Linked DNA regions of Gossypium arboreum: region 2 is linked to region 1. A link is a contact called in public Hi-C data. All regions are on one chromosome and are shown on one strand. The core of a region is the stretch at or near the end of the contact, and the rest is flanking DNA. Distances in the headings are between cores, read along the strand shown. Region 1 holds the start of LOC108452946. Region 2 holds the start of LOC108480904 (homeobox-leucine zipper protein HAT3).

Region 1 (3,437 bases), core at 315-2,814:
TTCATCTGAAAGTATTGGAGTTAAAACAAACTGTGCAACATCTTTGGCTTGAACTAGAGATAACATCTGCATAAAGGAATCTACGTGCCTGGAAAAAGCACTGGAGCACTGGAGGAACATAACCATATTCTGAATTTGCATGGAAGAATCAGGACAGGCAGGATTAGACTGCAATTCCTCAATCTGAGCCATACAAAAATTCTTACCTAGAAAGGTGCAAAAGCTTCAATTTCATCATTCTGATCAACCATGTCAAAAAAAGAAAACAAAAATAAATCAAGAGTACATCCATTTAAGAAAACAACGCAACTTACCACACATTCTTGTCTCTGGATTTTCAGAATCAGATAAAGCAAGACCAACAGCAATTTTTTCAGACAGAGATAACTGCAGTGTTTTTGAGAAATTCTCCAGGAAATTCTCGCTGATATCCATACTTCTTAGGGACTGACAGAAGACAGTACAAAAGTTTGGCTTGTCCATAGCATGTCTAAAAATTGAGGCTACAACTTGTTCAGATTGCAAATTCTTTGAATCTGTTTTGTGAGAACTCAAGCAATCCAAACAGGTTTGCAGCACCAGAGTGTTTCCTTCGATTCCATATTCAATGAACTATCAAGAATCAACAGGCCAAATGTTATCCAGAATATTGCATTAAATAGAAAAGAATCACATAAAAGCCCCCATTTCAACCAGCTAGATATCACTTTTCACACCCCACCACAAGAACATATAGCTCTTCGTAAATTCACACTTCATTTCTAGATAAGCTGCGCAACTAGAAACTAGCTAACATGACTTGCTAGCCTAAGAGTACATCTTCTAGCTCATAAACTTTTAAATCTAAATTTACTTGTGAAACTCCGAATCAATTTACAAAATTATTAGCTACAAATTATATTGGCAACAGTCTAGGGATTTTTCTTCAAGAAAATCAACAGAAATCCTAACATCCACTACATTTCAGTAATACATATATATATGGATTCTTATGGCTCAAACAGCACCAAGCTAACTAATTGAGTAAAAAAAAGAGTTACAACGTGATCAAGCGAATTCTAGGGTTTTCTTTAAGTAACTCAATCTAATTCTATTAAATAAATACATTAAATCTAACGTCAAGTTTTGCATAATTCCAGGGTTTTCTTTAAGTGACCATACGAATCAATACAAATGTAACCTAAAAAACCATCGAATTGGCATTCGTAAGGAAAATTAGATAGCGAAAGACCAAAAATAAAAAACCTGGCAGAGTTCTCGAAAAACAGAATCAGCGTTGGCTTCGGTCAAGGACTGCAGCAAGAACCGAACGTGGCTTGAGAGTGTGGAGGAAAGCTCGAGCATGGTGAGTGAAGATAGATCGCGAGTGTTTTTCGATGGTAAAAGCTAGTGAGAAGATAAAAGGGGAATGGATTAGGGAAATGATAGGCTTTGAAGATTGGGGATATTGAGAGAACCGTCGAGAAAAAAAAAAGGTGAGCGCTGAACGTCTGAGAGAGTGTGTGTGTGTACGAAGAGTACAAATGATTTTGTGCAAAGTGACATGCGGGTCACGATTCTACAAGAAACTTTAAGAAACTAACAAATTTAGTCCCTGAACTTTGTTAACATTTCTCGATTGGATCTATGTACTTTTTTTTTGGACATATTCTCCTTGAACGTAGTAACCTTTTTCACTTTGGTCCTATCCCGATGTTCAATGTGAGTATGCACCAGCATAAGTCTAATTGTGAGGATTAAGGCCTATCCTGCAGTGCTTAAAAAAAGTACATCTTATTTCAAAAGTATTTTTAAAAAATGAGTTGTGCTAAATAAGTTGTTTTTTGTTAAAATTTTTAGTTTTTCTCTTCTAAAAGTATTTTTAGTGTTTAATTAATTTTTACCCTCAAATAACATAATACTTTTCCTCTTTTTTTGTGCTTAATTACAAATGTGTTAAAATCATTAATTAAAAATAAAAATATTTTTAAAATACTAATTACAAATATTTAATGGTTATATTTAAATATTTAAAATATAGTTTATATATTCTAAATAAATTTTATAAATAATTAATATTTATTGCTTAAAATTTTAAAATTTATATTTCATATATTAAAATATTAACAAGTTATAATATTTTTTATATTTTTACTAAAATATAATAATATTAACTAATTTAAATATTATTTAAATACATATTTGTTATTTGATAATAATATGTCTAAAATGGACATTTTATTTCTCAAAAATATTTTTGATAGCAATGCTAAACACTCAATTTTAAAATCAAACTTTTCAAAACACTTCTCAAAAGTACATTTTCATAACACTTTTCAAAAACATTGCCCAACTAACCTTAAGGGGATCCTAAGTCCCAATCAAAGCAACTCACAAGTAAAGCGATGGCCTCAAATATACTAAGCGAATTAAACTGCTACATGATACTTTGTTATTACGCTACTTCATTGTATACTTTATTTTTAAAATTATATACAAAATCTAAAAATTACAAAGTAATTATAAAAAAGCAAATGATTTTTAAAAAATAAGGTGATTATGTGCACAATATCTGAGTACCACATTATCGTACATTGTCAAAATTCAAGTTTAAAGATTAAATTGAAAAAAACTATCAAATTCTAACACTAATGCTAACCAAAAAACATTTTGTAGACCATTATAAAAAAATTACTAAATTTAAGGACTAAATATTACTTTCTATGAAGCAATGAAGCTTTTAAAAATGTTAGATGAAGCAATAAAGTAACATTTAGCCGCTAAACTAAACATTTTTTATTCATTGGTCCTTAAACTATTTTTCACCCATATTAGTCTTAGAATTTTGCAGTTTTTTTTTTCAATTTGATCCACAAATTTGAATTCTATTAAAATATGATGACATTGTACTATGAAATTGTGACACATCATCATTTGAAATTATTTTTTAAAATTCTTTACAATTTTTTTGGTATTTTTTAGATTTCATTTAAATTTCTTAAAAGTTTTATGTTAAGACTTAGCATAATCTCATAATATCACGATATCACACTTTAACGAACTACAAACTCACAGGTTAAATTGAGAAAAATTACCAGAATCAAAGATCAAATGTTGCAATGAAGTAATGAAGCAAGCAGTGAGTGGGCTTTTAGTGAAGCCTGCTGCGCCCAAAACACTATCTTCCCAATAGCTTTAGGGTCCGTCTTTGATTGCCATGAATGTGCGGCTTAGGCCCATTTCTCCTGCTTCTGCCTTCGGCCTTGGGCAGTGCCCATTGGGATTTTCACACTAGGGATCCTCATTTTGATAGCAAAACTTGTACTATAGATTTTGAATTGATTTATTCCGAAATTAGAAGAAAAAGATTTTAAAATGGATGTGAAGTGGGACAAGATAGAATATTTTTTTGAATAATAGATATAAAGTAGATATGATAATTTATAGACAATTTTGGT
Region 2 (3,225 bases), core at 55-2,554, 400 kb after region 1:
AAAATCCCATTGTGCCCAGTGCCGAAGTCATTCCCCACGCGCCTCCTTTCACTCGCCTTTCATACAACATGTGGGACCTACAAGCACTCATTTGCCTCGTGATTTGATGTTGGCTTGTTGGTTAAAGGCCATGCATGGGCCCAACAATGGGAGGCTTATGGTCCTACAAAGGGGAAAGATAGAAAAGTTAATTTGTGGCTTTGCTCCTCTATCATCATAGAATTTAAGATGTAGTATTTATATTTTATTTTGACATATTTTGAGCACTATTTTTATAATACTATTTGTTCTAATAAAATATTAATGTGATTTTTATTAAAAAGAAACTTTTTTAGCTAAGGATATAATAAGACACTATTCCTCGTAAGTCATAAGGTATTCAAGTTTGATTAGTAAAAAAATCAAATTTAGTTTGATAATTAGCGAAGAGAGGGAAAGCAAGGGCCCTAGCCCCTAATATGGAAAATTGTTTCCTTAGTCTTCACAAAGTTTATAAAATCTTAAGTTAATATATGGTAAAATTATAGTTTACCCTTAAAATACAATAATTTTGATTTGGTCCTAAAAACCATAAAAATATAAGTCAGTAAAATGGTGAAATTGTATTTTAGCTCAAAATTAATCTTGGCCCTTTAAAAACATTTTGGTTTCGCCCCAAAGCTCGAGCATCTTGAGCTATTAATCAAGCTAATTTGAACATCGTGATATTTGATTTGAGAGGCTCATGAGCCTAATTAAGCTTTTCATTTTAATAACTATTATGAACTATTATTATATAGAAAGAGATTAATCGAGCTTGAATTCGGTCTTCAGTACAAAAATTGACACTAGAGTAGAATAACTAAATTCTAAATTTGATGATAGTAAAGAGACTAAAAACAACAATCGACCAAGGATAAAGAGAATACTTGGCTTGGTTTGGTTTGTACACATGATTACCATCATGATTTTCAAAGCGCGTGGCACCAGCGACTGGGGAAGGTTTTGCAGTAGTTTTTTTTTTCCTGTCCAATTAGTCAACGGTCAACGAGGGAGAAAGCCGCTTTTTAAGCCGAGTTTAATAATATTAATAACAAGAGAGAGAAAAACTCCTCAAACAAGACACCTAACTGCGGTTAAAAAAGGACTTTAACATCAAAACAATAAAACACCTTTCTCAGTTACACGTTACAACTTCAATCCAATCATGGTTAAAATGAGGGATTTTAAACCATGGTTGAGTTAAAAAAGTCATGCACTTGAAGGCTAAACCAAGCCAAAGAAAAGAAAGCTATATATAATGATGATTGAGCCAATAGGGGGCCACTGACATAAGTCATGATTGATTCTATAACCATCTGTCTCTTTCTCTCTTATTAATCTCTGTTTGTATATATATAGTCCCATCTCCTCACTGTTTTGCTGAACCAAAAGCAAGTCTCTTGGTTGCTAAACCTCAGGCTATTTTCTATCTTTCTTTCTTCTTCTTTTTTTCTCGGAGTCCAAACAGAAAATAGTTGAGAACTTTGGTTGTAAGAAGAAGAAATGGGTGATAAAGATGATGGTTTGGGGTTGAGTTTGAGCTTGGGTTGTGGTCAGAATCAGCCTTCTTCTAAATTAAATTTCATGTTTTTAGCTTCTAACCCCTTGCAAAATCTTCAGCAGAACAAAACTTGGAACCGACTGTGTCTGTCTTCTGGTATGTTCTTTGTCCCCTTTGTCTTTTATTATTATTATTATTATAAAACCTGGTTAAATATAGAAGAATACATTGTATTTTAGGTTCAGATCTGTTTCGAGTTGCAAAGGTCACTTGCGTTTGGTGCGTGAGTTGTATACATTAAAGAAAAATTAGAATTTTTTATGAGGTTAAGTGTAATTTTATGTTGTATTAGCTAATGATTTCATCACTTCTGAAAGGACTAAATAAAAATCTTTTCATTTTTGGGAAGGCAGTGCAACTTTACCGTATAGTAATTTTTAATTCTATTATTTATCAGATGACTAAAACATAATTTTTCCATTTAAATGGAGCCATAGAGCCTGCCACTAATGTTAAAAACTCATGCATTTATGTTACTAGTATCTTGTTCTATATGCAACACACAGTATCGGTTTTCATGAAGGTTCCTAAGGGAGTAGGTAGCAGTCTTGGTGCCGTTTCCTATATTAAAAAAATATGGTGAAATTGTATGATTTTTTTGGTTCCTTCAAAAATGTATGACTCAATTTTAACGTTAATGAAGTGAGTGTTGTGATTTCGCAATATGCATGCAGATGGACACATGGATACAGGATCATTTCTTCGAGGAATCGATGTGAACCGAGCACCGGCAGCAACAGTCGATTGCGAGGAAGAAGGTGTGGGGGTGTCGTCGCCCAACAGCACTATTTCCACCATAAGTGGGAAGAAAAACGAGAGAGATCATGTTGCTGAAGAAACCGAGGCCGAGAGAGATTCTTGCTCTCGTGCCAGCGATGACGAAGATGGCGGTGGCAGTGCTGGTGGCGGCGATGCCTCGAGGAAGAAGCTTAGGCTTTCAAAGGAACAATCCATGGTGCTTGAAGAAACTTTCAAGGAACATAGTACTCTGAATCCGGTTAGTAGCAAATTCAATTAGTTTATTTTATGTCTTTTAAGGATTACAAAAGGTCATCCAACATTTAAAAATTATTTAAGTAATCAATTTTATCTTTTTTATCAGCAGTTACCTATCGTAAAAATAAAAATACCGGAAAATCCAAAGTAATTGGGCAATAAAAAAGACAAAATTGAATGGTTACTTGGTTTGGTTTTTTTTTTTATGACCAAAATGAAAAGAAAAAAACATTGTTGGGTGCCTTTAAAATTTTGGTTTTTGATGTTGGGATTAATTGGTTGTCTTGTGTTACATTGCAGAAACAAAAGTTGGCATTGGCTAAGCAATTGAATCTCAAGCCTAGGCAAGTGGAGGTTTGGTTTCAAAACAGAAGGGCAAGGTAAGTAAAGTAACTGCCCTTTTCCTTTCTTTTAGGGTTTAATAAAAGAACAATTATGCATTTATTTTTATTACAAGTTTTAAACACCCTCATTAATGTCTTGATATGGGCTAAGATTTGTCACTTTCAACTAAAGAAGATTTTCAAGGGATTCTGTGGGTGTTTTTCAATGAACAATAATAAAAAACCCTATTGGGGGGGGGGTTATTAAAGGTGTCCGCCGAGCCTATGTAGCTGTTGTGTCAAATCTTTAGATGTTGTGTAGGG

Evidence for each region. A called contact is a pair of places that touch in the nucleus more often than the background predicts.
Region 2: a contact with region 1 is called in a Hi-C map of leaf, with 4 times the contacts expected there. The contact joins the promoter of LOC108480904 here to the promoter of LOC108452946 in region 1. A contact is called at or near these places in 3 of 5 Hi-C or Micro-C datasets (all in leaf).

What each region holds. Positions count from the first base shown.
Region 1 is chr12:86,157,823-86,161,259 of ASM2569848v2, forward strand. It overlaps LOC108452946, which reads right to left and starts at 1,565. Exons shown (of 51, transcript XM_017750763.2): 1 at 1,246-1,565; 2 at 315-612; 3 at 1-206. The coding sequence starts at 1,344.
Region 2 is chr12:86,555,581-86,558,805 of ASM2569848v2, forward strand. It overlaps LOC108480904 (homeobox-leucine zipper protein HAT3), which reads left to right and starts at 1,305. Exons shown (of 4, transcript XM_017784033.2): 1 at 1,305-1,678; 2 at 2,257-2,579; 3 at 2,879-2,958. The coding sequence starts at 1,525.